2 separate regions of the Mus musculus genome follow, and region 2 is linked to region 1. The links are chromatin contacts, called in public promoter capture Hi-C maps. All regions are on one chromosome and are shown on one strand. Each heading gives the region's core, a stretch centred on a gene start, on an enhancer-like site or on the middle of the called end of the contact. The rest is flanking DNA. Distances are from core to core; before and after follow the strand shown.

Region 1 (7,135 bases), core at 3,120-5,619:
GAATAGACAATTTAAAATATATATATGCACACACATGTATATATAAACATGACAAATTATGTAAAACACTTCGTTTGTATTTCACCTAAATTAGCTAGCAATAGTGTAGTTTAGCTTCAGGACTTAAAGCAATTAGAGAACTGGCATAGAAATTAAAAAGGTAGTACTTTCAGAAATATCCTTCTTACTGTTACCTCTGAAACTGAAAGCAAACCCCACTATGGTTATGGTATCTTTTCACAGCAACAGAACACTAAGACAACACATTTTTAAAACATGTGTAAGTTTTTTGTCTGCTTGTATGTATGTGCACCATGTGTGTGCTAGTGCCTACAGAAGCCAGAGGGAGCTGGATCTCCTGGAACTGAAATTACAACTGTGAACTATCATAAGGGTCCTCTATAAGAGTAGCAAAAGTGCTGTTAACAACTGATTCATCTCTCTGCCCCATTCATGTCACCTTTTACACTATATTGTGAAAAAATGCCAACTTTACAGTTTATGAAAAGATTTTATTTGATGAACTTGGTGAAAAGTTCTGATCTGTGAAGACTAAAACCATTGTGGAACTACTACTAAATTTCCATTTTACTGAGTGTCTTAAATCAAAAGCATAGTAAGAACCCAAAGTAAACAACACAGCTGTTCAATACCCCAAACAAAAAAAAGTATTAAACTCTTACATTTTTCCTTGCCTTTCTATTATTAAATTAATATAAATTCTATAACCTTAACATGCCCATGTTAATGTGATTAGTCAATCACATTTAGAAGTAAATGAATTATGAGAAATTACTGACACATCAGTTTCCTATTCCCTAATACTATTGTGTTTAAAGCATGTTCTGAAATAGCTTTTTGTTTCTTGACTAACACCATACAAGCTCCACTGGCAATTCATACAGTAGATTCTTAATTGATTAACATGATTTTCCTAAAGAAGAACTTATTGGAAATAAGTGTGTGTACAGAAGAGGCAATATAACAAAGCACAAAAAAATGAACTTAAATCAAAATACCTAGATTTATGTCTGTAAGTTATAAGCAGCATGTTTGCCAGAGTGCATCTCTGGCAGATTACTTTGAGAATGACTAAAACTGGCGAACTCGTTTTATAAAGTAGTATGCTATTAAGAGTTAAGTATCCTGTATTTAAATTTATTTTCAATGGAGTTAAAAAAGTTTTTCCCTCCAAATTTTACTATCTTGGCTGACTTTATTAACTGGATGGAATTTTAGTAAACTATTATTATGTCATACCCACTGAAAAATCCACTTATGAAACTGACAATGAATACTGAACACTAAGGGAAAGCTAGTATATGTAACTTGTTTACATGTATGTATACATTGTCAAGAAGCTAAAAATGTCAATTTGTTTTTAAAAGATTAACTTCATACAAATTTTAGAAATGAAAAACTGTCCAATACTTTACTTTTTTGACCTTTTTTGCTTTTATCTGCTTAAGTCCTTATTTGCTATTTTATATTCCTACTTGAGAACTACCTTATTTCTTTAAACAGTAAATCCCCTTTGTGATATTTCATGACAATGAAATGGCAGGCAGCAAAATTATTAAATTTTTCCTTCTTTTACTATGTTACGATTTAAGTTTAATCCTAAATGCAATACTACATATGCTATGCATCTTGGACTATTTAGAACCTGACTAGATTTGATTTACTAATAGAAAATCTACCCATCTCTACTCAATTTCTTATTCAAAAATAAACTCAAAACATAAAACAATAGTTCTGTAATTTTTTTAGGACTCCATTTCTCAATTTACTCTTCTTGTATTGATGACCTTAGGATATATTTTTATTCGATAATCCTTTTTACTGATGTCTGTACCACAATACATGGATGCATTTCAACTTAGAAGTGTAATATTTTACCAGTTAACCAGAATATAAGTTATAATGCACTGACTCTCAGTACTGCAGGGGTACTTATGTCTAGGAACATTTCTGGATGTCAACAGTGAGGTAAATTTCTGGCATCTGGTAGGAAGCCAGGGATATTTCCATAACAAATGATTCCCAAACAATGTGTTACTAGGACCATAACCTGTATAGGGATGTGATGAAAAATCCTGTTATGGTACTTCTAGAACTGAAGAGGAAAATAACTGTTGGGAAGAATTTGCTTTCCATTGTTCAAGATCTTGATTTCCTGCCTTAAAAATTAAGGAAAAAAAAAATCTCAAATGTCTTCTAATTGTATTCTTTATAAAAAAGTAAAATGGACGTTTGAGAAAAGTTTAATAAGGAGGAAAATAAAGCATTAAATATTATAGGATGCTTGATTTGGGCTTAAACTACCTGCTTCATCAGAGTAAATATTAAATCGGTCTCAAAATAATAGTGTATTATGTATTAAAGAAGGCACACCATATCCTAGTCCTTATCCAGTAGGTGGCACTCAAAACCAAGAAAGCAAAGAATCCATTTTAATAAGACCTAATTCCTACTGTATGCTTAATAAGTAAAACACCCACAACTGATAGATGCTTTAGTTACTTTTTAAATATGACCAAAACCACTCTACAACCAAATACTTGTAAGTCAGGTTGATGTTTAAGAAAGTATAATTTTATACTTAAGAGATAGGATCTTATTATGTAACTCTGGCTGTCCTGAAAACTTGCTATGTAGACCAGGCTGGCTTCAAACTCATGCCTCTACTTCTTGAGTACAATTATTTATTTTAAATGACGTCTTATGTTGCCAGAGTTGACCTGAACTTCTAAAGGGCTCCATATGGCCCCCTGCTGTCCCCAATAATTGTAAATTTCCACACACCTAAATGCCCACTACTGACCCTGGTGGGAAAGTATCTTACTCATCAATGGACTATAATAGCATACTGAAAACAAACTGTATTAAATTTAAGACATATTTAATTATACCTCTGAATTAGCTATGAGAAATATTAGAATACCAGCAATGAGCCAGCACACAAAAATTTGCCTATTTTGTACAGTACCATACTTCATTGTATTGGAAAATCCACATATCAAATATAGCTAGAAGCTGAGAATAGTTATTAAAGATTTCAGGATTCACATTTTTGAAATGTAATTAAATCACTATGCTAAGCAAATTCCCATGTATGCTACAAATACTGGCCAATAGATAAAAATCTGCAGTTATCAAATGTTTAACCCTAATGTAGTGAGAAAACGGTCCAATATTGTGCGATTTAAATTATTGTGATAGACAAGTACCTATTTCACATTATAAATGCTTAATTTGAATTCCAACTTAAGTTAACATCGGTCATAAGTAGTATAAATTTCTTCCTTTACCTCTAAAATGGAAAAAAATTTTAAACGAACATGCAACATCTAACGGATTTGTGATTAAATGGCTATCAACGTTTGTTTTCAGTAGCCCAAGCTAGCCTGGCAACGCCTCAGTCAGTCTGCTGGCGGCGGCAGCGGCGATTACAGCAGAGCTGTCCGGTCCCGCTTTCCCCGACCCCCGCCCGGCTCAGGCCTCTGGCTCCTCCCCCAGCCCACGCAAGCCAAGCTCCCGCAAAGCCGCCTCCACCCCACCCACAGTCACCAGGCGACAGGGCCCGCCCTCAGCCTCCCGATAACCACGCCCTCCGGGTCCTTTCCACGCCGCGGCCAAGCCGCCAGGCCGCAGGACCCGGCGCGGCCAGCCTAGGCGCCACCTGGCGGAGGCGCCCGCGCTGCGGCGCTCCGACCCGGAAGCCCGGGCGCTCGTGCGGAGGAGCTGGGCCGCGGGGTGGGGGCTGGGCCGCGGCAGGCCTCGCCTAAGGCCTGCTCCTACGGGCACCGCGGCCCAAAGGCGGGAAAGAGCCGTCACGTGACGCCCAGGCCGTGCACGTGGCCCACCCCGGGGCTGCCCGAGGTCCCCAGGGCTGCCCGCCATCTCCCCGCAACCCCTCAGTGCTGGTGTAGGCCGCAAAGGCAGCAAGGCCGCCACTCTTGTCCTCCAGGCCTCACCCTGGGGGCTGTCCGGTGGGGGAGGAACCCAGAACCGGAAATATGAAAGGACCCTCTTTATGCCCTCTCCCCACTTCTCTGTGCTACACCAGAAAAGGCCGATTTTTAAACCTCCGCGTAAGGAATCGCGGCCTCCGGCTGGTCTTGCACTGCCACCCCGGGGCCTGCCCTCGACTCACCATGATGGCGGCCAGAGTTCGGGTGGTAAAACCTCGAAGGTGGAGCAGAAGCCACGCGACGGGGCAGCTACGTGAGGTGGCTGCCTAGCCGGCCAACGGGCAAAAAAAAGCCGAGGCGGTGGTGGAAAGAGAGCCCACGGCCACGGAGACAGCGGAGTCCCGAAGCGAGCGTGCTGAGGGTCGCCGAGTCACTGAGGCGTGGGCTGCGCGCCCCGGGGGGATGACTGTGCGTGGCTGGCCTCGTGACGTGCTACAGCCAATAGGCGGCAGCGCTAGGGCCTCGCAAGGGGGGCCAGGGGACCCACGTCGCCCACGGAGTGCGTGAGGGGTGCGCATGGAGCATGCGCGACATCTACGTAAGGGTCTCGGCTGCCGAGCAGGCCCGAGCCTCACTGACAGACAGATGGACCGACTCCTGCCACTCCCTAGCCCCCCCAGGACCGTGTCCGAAGCCCCTGTGAAATAAGTCCTGGGCAGGACGGTGCTCAGAGTTCTGTCAGGAAAGCATTTATTCAAGTCATTACCTCAAAAATGGCACCTCGAAGGCATGGCGTTATCCCGTCAGCAAAGCTTGGCGGCCGAATTTAAAATTTACAAAATGCCCGCAGAAATAGAAATTAATAACGGGCGGCACGACTAGAGAGCAGGCCTTGCCTGGCCGGGCCCCTTCACCCTCTTTTTCAGCCACATTGAGAAGGTTGAGTCCGGGTGCATGTGGAAGGCGCACCTCATGCCTCACGGGCCGGCCCGTCAGCCATCAGGACTTAGTTTTTTTCTTCCGTTTTTTTTCTCCCCCCCCCCCGCCCCTTCAAATAAATGCCCGAATTATCCGGTACAAAGGACACAGCAGTGACCAGACCACACGAGAGAATATCCCTCCCTTCGTGGAATTTAGGTTGCAGTGTGAGCGTTTCTCTTGTAGGCTTTACAGAAACAAGCTAGGCCAGCTGAGAGAATTCTAGAACATTCTCAAGGCCAGAGAAACGGGGCCTACCTACCTACAGCAGAGCCGAGCTGTAGGGTGCTTGGTGGAGATAACCTTACGGCAGAACCACCTAGTACTTATACCGTCCTGACTACCTTTTGTACAGATGATAAGTATTACAGCTTTTTTTTTTTTTAAAGCTGGCAAAACAGCTTAAGATTGCCACTAACCATGCAGCAATGATGGAGAAAATAGTATTAAAATAATAAATAAAAATAAAACAAATAAGGGTAGATTGCACCTATTTGAAAGGGGGGAAATTCCAAAATTCTGAAACTAAAATTAAGCTCGAAACTACAGCGGTGAAGATCCGATTCTCCACTGGCCTTCGGTAGGTGGCTACATGGTGGTGTGAACAGTCTAACAAAGGGCCTGGACTGTCCTCATTTTAGTGTAGAGAAGAAAAAAACCCACTACAGACAGCTGGAATGGTTGGTTAATGAGCAGCGGAGAGATGGCTCTAAACTCTGTAGCTCCAGGCCTTCCTGCGTTGGCTGGATGGGGAAAGCTGAAGCGGTGCAGCCCGATTTGGAGCTGAGCACCTTGCAGCACACCGGTGTTCTGGCAAGGCATCATCCTGAGGAAAAGCACGGACGTGAGGGGACGGGGAGCACCGTGCAGACTAGAGCAAACCCAAAACCATCTAACTCTCATTGGTGTTTGACCTTCCATTCCTGCGCTCTCCAAGTTTGGCGTTTATAGTTATGACATGTTTGTTACTGGAATCTCGAAAGGAAGAGCCAGGTTTTCCCAGTTCACTATCCCCTTCCCTGCAAAAGATTCTTAGGCAAGGCGTTTAAACGCTTGAAAAACGAAACAAAGGCCAATCTGCAGAGACAATAGGGGTCCTCTCAGAAAAGGACTTTTCAAAGAAAATCCTCCTGGAAGTGGGGTCTAGAGACAGCAGTCTCCTAATCCCAGCTGCTTAGGAGGAGAGGCTGAGGCAAAGGAAACTAAAAGTTCAAGGCTGCCCTGACAGTTTAATGACACTGTCTCAACATAAAAAGAAGAGAGGACTGTGCAGAGGGTGCCACACAGGGCAGAGCGCCTGCCTAGCATGTGTGGGAAGGATGTCCTGGCTTTAATTCCCCGCACACTCTCTCTGTCTCTGTCTCTCTGTCTCTTTGTCTCTCTGTCTCTCTGTCTATCTGTCTCTCTCTCTCTCTCTAACACACACACACACACATTCCAAAAGATTATAAAGCATTTACGGTGAATAGGAATGGCCTGTTTGGATTGTATGAACATTTTATTTTTCTGACTCTTGTCTTTGGTCTTTCAAGACAGGCTTGCTCTGTGTAGTCCTGGAATTCTCTCTGTAGACCAGGCTGGCCTCGAACTTACAGAGACCCACTTGCCTCTGCCTGAGGGCCCAGCACTCTCCGCTCTTTTACTGCTTTAATCGGGGCTGGAGAGATGGCTCAGCAGTTAAGAGCACTGACTGCTCTTCCGAAGGTTCTGAGTTCAAATCCCAGCAACCACATGGTGGCTTACAACCATCCTTAATGACATCTGACTCCCTCTCCTGGTGTGTCTGAAGACAGCTACAGTGTACTTACATATAAAATAAATAATAAATAAAGTCTTAAAAAAAACCATACACTTTAAATAGAAAGCTAATAAATATGTTCCCTCTTAAATAATTCAAAGGCCTCAGGATGATTTTATTAGTAAACTCCCCTCCCAGTTTAAACTGGCTGGTTTTCAGGTTCCTTCTGTTAGCCTCCTGTAAGTCAGCCGTTGTGGCCACACAGAGAAACATTGTGATCCCCATTTTACCTCCTGCTCTCCTGGCTCCCTCCCAGTTTAGTTCTCTTATTCCATTTCCCCTTTATCTCTCCATCACAATACACCATATTCCCCCTTTCCTGCACGATCACATTCTCCACCATGGACTTACTAAGTACTTAACCTGTGTGGTTATCTGGATTGTAGGAAACTTATCAAAAAATTCGTAAAGCATATAAAAGCTAATATCTATATATAAGAGAAAA
Region 2 (7,135 bases), core at 2,516-5,015, 1.5 Mb after region 1:
TTTAAAATAAAAAAAAAAAAAAAAAAACACAACCACACTTTCAATAAATAACACCATTTTTCCCAGATAATTTTGGTTATAGTAATTGCTGTTACTTAATTCTTGGTTCACCCACAGTCTCTAGTAGCTAAATTAACTCCCTATTGAGTCTTAGAAGACTGAAGCACCAAGCCTCCTGGTCCTGTGAGTAGAAACTTAAGAGCTTAAATTTCAGACTGGCTGATCTACAGGGAAACAGCTTACAGAAGACTCCATTGTCAGGAGGCAGTGAACAACCAGAAAAGCCAGTTTGGGGACAAGAATATTTTTATATCATTATCTTCTTTAAGCTACTTCAAATGTAAAGCTCTTTGGGCTATTATTAACTCTGACATCCATCATCGGTGTTAATTCTGTAGCACACACACACATTCCTGAAATGTGTAAGTTTGGGGATCCTCTCAAGACCTGGGAGTGATGGGTAAGCTAGAGTTGCATTATTTATGCAAAACACAGCGATCTCTCCACTGAGGCCCTGGGATAGCGTTTGTCCCCCACACTTCCTACTTTATAGTCATTACACTTTATTTCTCTAAAAAGACATTCTTAATGTGCTCTCGAAGCCCTGCCATTAATCCAATCGCTTGCAATTTCACTAAGAGCCTCCCACGGTCCATGGCGCAAAAAGACACTTAGCAAGTTGCCAAAACCAGAGCCAGGACTACCTGATCCAGTTAGCAATCCACAGCTTCCATCAGAGTTACTCTACTGTAATAATGGATCAATGTGAGACTCTAGCACAACTATTGAGGTCACTGAGGGAGAACGGTGGTTCCACAGATGGAGGACAGTTGATGGCCCTCCACTTAGGCCAAATTTCTAAAAAAACAAAGAACTATTATCACCCTTTACCTAGACATTCTAATCCTTTCCTGTGTTAATATAACACAGCATAGGAGTTCATACTTTTAGAAACATACAGACTTCCTCAATTGTGCAGAGGTTTTCAATAAGTAGCCAGTCTGGTTTGCCTTCCTTGGTTCTACAGATTCCATTTGCTAGTTGACGCACTGGCTGGTATGGAGGACAGAATCTCTGCCCGAGAAGTCTGCTACCTACTAGGATGTCCTACATCATCTCACTATCCTGTGACTCTCTGAGCCAATGGTGTGGAGGAAGGAGAGCTTGCACAATGAGTGAACACATTCTGAAGTCCTTCATTAAAATTACAGCTCATATATAAAAGTGCTGTGCAGTTTATTATCCATATACAGACACATATCCATATGTGTCCAGTCACCATGGCTTCCCCTGCCCCTGCTTAACCCTAAATCTGTAGGCTATGTGATCTTTGCCTAAAGTGATCTTACCGTTTGCTAGAGTACCCTCTTCCTGTACTTCACTACTTCCTCCTTGGACTTTTGTAACACAGATCCGCCAAAAATGCTTTCAATAGGGTCACTGAGATGGCAGAGCAGGAAAAAGCGCCTGCTAAACTTGATTCACTGAGCTCAATCCTCAGGAATTAGAAGTAGAAAACTGACTTCCATACATCATCCTCTGAGCTTCTCACACACCCTCTAGCACACAAACATGTCGACACACACATACACACACACACACACACACACACACACACACACACACACACACACACACACACGTACTCATGCAACACCCAAAAAAAAAAATCAGGATGCTTCAAATAAGAAGAGTAGTATATATAATTTTCAAAATGATGTCTGTGTGAGTACATGTATATGTGTGTATGTGTAAACCAGAGGTTAATATCAGATCTGTTCCTTAGTCACACTCCACCATATTTTCAGAAACAGTCTCTCACTAACTCTTAGCCACAAGGATCCCCCTGTCCCACGTTGTCACTACTGGAATTCCAAGCAGCTATGCAAGGCTCTTTATGTATGTGCTGGGGATCCATTTTAAGTCTTCACGCATGTGCCACCAGCTCATGACCAACTGCGACATCTCCTTGTCTCCACAGAAATATCTCTTTAGGAAAACTGAAGGATGCTCTAATTAAATGGAGTGGCAGGTGTGGTCAAGGGCCGACAAGGGGCAAATAGCAAAGAGCCGACTTCCCCTTTGTTTCCGACATCTCAGCTCAGTGAAGCTGGGATGATCTCACAAGAACTGGAAGACTCGCTCAACTCCTCAGACCTGGAGGTAGTTCCAGGCTCTTGCATCTCTGTCTGGGAGCTGCTCATCCTTCAGGCTCTTCTGTGGCTTAGTTTCTGCCAGGCCTGCCTTCCTTCCTTCCCACATCCAAGCAGCCAAAGCCACTGTGGCTAGCACTTCCTACACTGAGCATTTCTTCTAAACTGATCTCGCCACAAGGTTGAACACACCTATAGAGAGTTAGAAGGACCACAGAAAGGAAGAACTCCTTTGAGTCACTGGGGCATCCTTCTTCCCTTTGCCCTTCAGGGTCAAAGGCAACAGCATCACTGTCAAGTGAACTTTTAAATCCCAATTTCCTAGCTTTGAGAGCCTTTGTTCATTAATTAGCAAGAGATCCCTCTCCAGGTTTTTCAAAATCAACCCTGCAGATGTCTCCAAAGAGGCTGCTGGTCGTTCCTGCTTTGCTCCCTTGGTGTCTATTTATATGAGCACTTTGAAAGACTCGACTTGTGTGGCAAGTTTTCTAATCAGTTGGTGGCCAGTAGGTGTAAGAACATTAACATTCTGGGAGTCAATTAATCCAAGTGACTAAACTCCTGTGCTAGAAATTCCCGAGTTCAAACGCTGCCACAGGGCACACTAACCTAATCCCAGGCCTCTGATCCCGGTGTTGGGAGATACAATTTAAAAGTTGGCAGAAATTGGCCGTGGGTCTCCTAACCCCAGTGTGACACAATATTCTCCTCCTAGGAGCCAAGTTGTAAGCTTTTCTAAGATCCATAAAGCACATGTCTACTCCCTATGAGGAGCTTGGCTCTTTCTGAGTCTGCTAAAGTTCCGATCTGCGAGAATGCCGTCTTCCCAGAAACCCCAGCCCTCTAGAAGGGTACCATCTGCCACAGGCTGAGCCTCCTTTTCAGCCAAATACATTATTTATAACCTTTCTAATTGTGAAAAGGTAAGGGTGGAATTTTTCTAAAGCCTGACTTACATATTGTTGGAACATTCTAAACCTTTGCTCGAAAATCTGCAGGTCTCTCAATGTGGAAAACATTAAAAAAAAAAAAAAAAAAAAAGCAAGGAACTGGTTGAGGTTACGTAATTTCCCCAAATGCTGGCTTCTTCCAAGCCCCTGCTAGGAAATGACACAGGCAGTAGTGTATATGTATAATGCACTGGAAAAATGAAGGAAGGTGGATTTATGATTCTCTCTTGGTCACTTTAGTGGCCAACATGAATGGTTTGGGAGAAAGTGCAGCCTTACTCAAGAACAAGGTTGTCAACCCGGGAAGGGCCAGTGATCTGATTACTGTTCAAATTGCTTTGTTGTGCCTTTAACAACCCCCCTCAAAAAAAGAAGAAGAAGAAGAAGGAAAAAAAAAAAAAAAAAAAAAAACCACCCCAAAACAATGCTAATCAGGTTATTCAATCATTTAAACCAAAACTGTTCATGCTTTTCTGCCAAATCAACCAACCACAGCAAAATCTGTTATCTCTGATTGCTCAGCTTCCAGTCAAAAAAACCAGTTAACCCCCACTATTCCAAAAGTTTTCCAAAATCCGCAGAAGCAAGGCGAGCAGGGCAGGAGGAGGAGGAGGAGGAGGCCAGGCCCCTTTTAAAGGGGTAAGCGGCTGCTCAGCTCCGCATTTGCATACGACAATACACTCCTAGACGCCAGGCAGCCAGCAGCTCCCTGGTGTTTCTGAGCTCTCCATGTTGGCCTTCTGCTTCTGGGGCTTTTCAAACAGGGACTGAGCTGTCTGGGTCCTAACTTGCTTGGGACTTAGGTCTGGGCTAACTGAGGTGGAGGAGAGAGAGAGAGACAGCATCTACAAAATGGTGGCTCGCCCATGTTGAAAGCTTACAGGCTCCTTCAGCAGAGAGGGCAAGGGCTACCACATCTTATTTACACAATTATCTAAATACGATTAAACAGCTGATGGACAAATATTAAACTGGAAAATGTATAGTCATTTCAGCTTAATGTAATCCTCTTTCTGTAAACACCCAAGATGATTTTTTTTTTCCAACCAGAACAGTCCTGACATCTCATAAGCCTAAGGGTGAATAGCAAGAGATTGTTTTTGATAGTTATAAATATTCAAAAGACATGCGGACCATCTGCTTTCATAATACAGGTAAAGCAAGACTGAAATGGTGGCTGCTGTATAAAAATGATTCTTTTAACAAAGTCTTCCTCCCCTCGAAACTATAAAGACAGATGTCAAAAACTGTTTACACAGAGCAATCAGGAGCGTGTAAAATGTAATATTCCTTTTACACACAGTGCTTGCTAAAGAGGTTTTTTTTTTTTCTTTTTCTTCCCATCTGTGTGTTGCAACACATTTCTACAAGTTAAAAACATTTTTTTTTTCAAACAGAGATCTCATGAATACCCAAAAACATGCGATCTGGTTTCTGAATGCTAATTAATTTCAACTAAGGAATCAGAGTATTTTTTTCGTGTAGGAAGGAATATATGTTTTCAATTGGAAAACTCCAGAGAGATAACAAGGGGAATAATCTCACATAGGTTAGATTCTGTGAGGCCAATCTCATGGCTATATCTCACCTGCAGGGTATTTGTTCTGCTGGCTAATGTCTTTGTCATAAAGTTGAAAATAATTGTTTTCTGAAAGAAATACCTACACATGGAAGATATACAAAAGCAAAACCAAAAACATGACTCTTGACTCTCCTCTAGTATGAATGCTGTGGTAAACTCAAGAGTTATTTTCAGAGCTAGAACATGAATTTTGACATACTCTTTTTATTAATGGTAAGGAGGGAGTAAATATCTTTTAGTAATTTTTCAATAAAATGAATGTTTTTTCTGAACTGCTGAACTACCAGATCTTTGCTATTTTCTCCTTCCTTCCTTCCTTCCTTCCTTCCTTCCTTCCTTCCTTCCTTTTTTTTTTTTTTTTTGAGAAGCACAATTTATTTCCCAGGTTTGTGTCCTTACTCCTTAGACAAGACTTGACTACCCATAGATGAATTTTCTTAACAGTTCTTTATATGTCTGTGGAAAAATCAAAAGTCAAACTTGAACTTGCCATGAAACACAGCTGAACCCACCTTACGCAAACACTATTCTGATAGAGATCCTTTGTTAATGGGGTCTTGTTTGAATCCCAGAGGACATAAAAGACCACATATAGGATCTTTCCTTTTTTTAAAAGGCATATCCTATGAGACAGTGGCAGGGCCTGAATGTGTTAGAAATTAGCAGGTAGTCCCCATCTGGTATTTGGGGGTGGGAAAAGGGGAACTGTGCTTCCATTTATGAGAGTAAGTGACAGGGTCACTAAATGTCATGCCCTCTAATGTCCTTGTTAGCTGATGTCCCCCACATTTTTCACTATGCAGCTTCTATTACATTTTAAGTTATTCTCTTGAGAGATACACCTTTGAAATCTCAATTTGTTAGGAAAAGAGAGATTATTGGTAAATCTCAAACTCCAGTGGTCAGAGGGAGGGAGGGCTCTTGCCATTCCTGAGCAATCCTGATGCTTGGAAATGGCATTTGCACCCAAAGCAGTCAGCACACACCAGCCAAAATGAACATACTATATAAAGTTCATACTATATAAAGTTCCGAAGGAATCCTGAAGGAAGTGGAAGGCAACACAACCACCGCAGCTCTCATCTCACCCAAATGTATCTTCAAAAGGTTGAAGACATCATCATTTTGCCAAGTGTAGACATCTTAAATATCTAATAGCACAAGTCATAGCTTCTATAGAAAACGTTGGTGCAGTTTCTATGCTTCTTCCATGCAGTTAAAGTAATTTTACACAAACACCAGATAATATCATTTGACCAAATTCTCCACCCTGTCCTCCTTTCTTCTACAATCAAACCTTCAAACCACTTAAATATGCAGAGCTGAAACAGTAAAGCATTTGTTACAAAAGATCTATCACTAGTAGTATTAGTAAAGGTATATGATATTTCAAAGCAAGTGGGCATAACACAGAGAAACCTGAATCCCCACTGTGTCTTCCGACAGGGGCAAGAGTCTGTGAGAGGATTGTCTTTCCAAAGACCCTAGGGAAGAATCAATTGTGCTATATACACAGCACTCCTCAAGCACACCCTGTACACATGTCTCCAACTAGAGCTGTGTTTGCAGGAAGCTTAAAGTCTCTTAGCATCTTGCTTGTGATATAATTATTAAAAATGTAAATGTTATTGGGTTAAACATTACAGTAATCTAAGTAGACTTCATAGGAGCACTTTCTTTAGATATGCCTGAGTTTGAGTAAATCTGATTAGATCTGATTTGGCTAAATCTGAGACATTTACACACGGGGGGGGGGGGGGGGGGAAGGGATGCTTGTTTATTCCTTCTCTAATGCCCTTGTGTGGATGGATGAATGGCCCATCTTTACAGAAGAAATAATTTCTAGTATCTGAACTTAGAAGGGAATAAATACCAGACTCACTATTTCCTTAGCTCTTGTACAGAGCACTTTCAAAATGCTTTATAGTGCAAAGTAGAAACAAGAACTCCAGGACTTTGAATAATTCACTTTCCAAGCACAAATACTTGTGCTAGACTCTGAAGCTATCCACAAGAATCTCAACTCTCTTTGAATTGTTTCTTTATATGAGCAGTTCGAATTGAGGTCATATTGAGTGTGTGTGTGTGTGTGTGTGTGTGTATGTGTGTGTGTGTGTGTTTGGGGAGGGGGGGGTTGGTATTCCCAATGTATACCAAGTGTGGGGCCACAGGACCTCAGTAAGCCTTTGAGAAGCTTGTCCTCCCCGTTCACCAGCAGAGTGGATCATGACTTTGAGTGTGCACAGGCTCTCAGATGTCTACTATGAGATCTAGACATCATATTCTCCTAGGATTATTGCCTCACAGAGCAAGCTGGCCCTTGATGTCAGGGATTTAGTTAACACTGTTAGCTCTCACTCAACAATCCCCATGGCTACTAACATAGATATAGACCAGTATGACCTCTGCATTCAACACAAAGGAAAATAATTGCACTGATCTGGCTTCCT

Evidence for each region. Promoter capture Hi-C pulls out the DNA fragments that hold promoters and counts their contacts.
Region 2: a promoter capture Hi-C map of hippocampal neurons shows a contact between it and region 1, with 5 times the contacts expected there. The contact joins the enhancer-like site here to the promoter of Dazl in region 1. A contact is called at or near these places in 9 of 39 promoter capture datasets (the 3T3-L1 cell line, the HPC-7 cell line, cranial neural crest and 6 more), 1 of 484 Hi-C or Micro-C datasets (adipose-derived mesenchymal stem cells) and 3 of 9 other capture datasets (adipose tissue, liver and pancreatic islet).

What each region holds. Positions count from the first base shown.
Region 1 is chr17:50,289,251-50,296,385 of GRCm38.p6, forward strand. Dazl (deleted in azoospermia-like) reads right to left here and starts at 4,370. Exons shown (of 11, transcript NM_010021.5): 1 at 4,157-4,370. The coding sequence starts at 4,159.
Region 2 is chr17:51,787,031-51,794,165 of GRCm38.p6, forward strand. All of the region lies in intron 5 of Satb1 (special AT-rich sequence binding protein 1), which reads right to left. Among named protein-coding and RNA genes, the nearest start is that of Satb1, 42 kb to the right of the region's middle. Within about 2 kb of position 3,766, at least 54 of the 459 cell types and tissues checked have an H3K27ac peak or open chromatin away from gene starts, as enhancers often do. A contact at or near this core is called in hippocampal neurons, where this site is marked.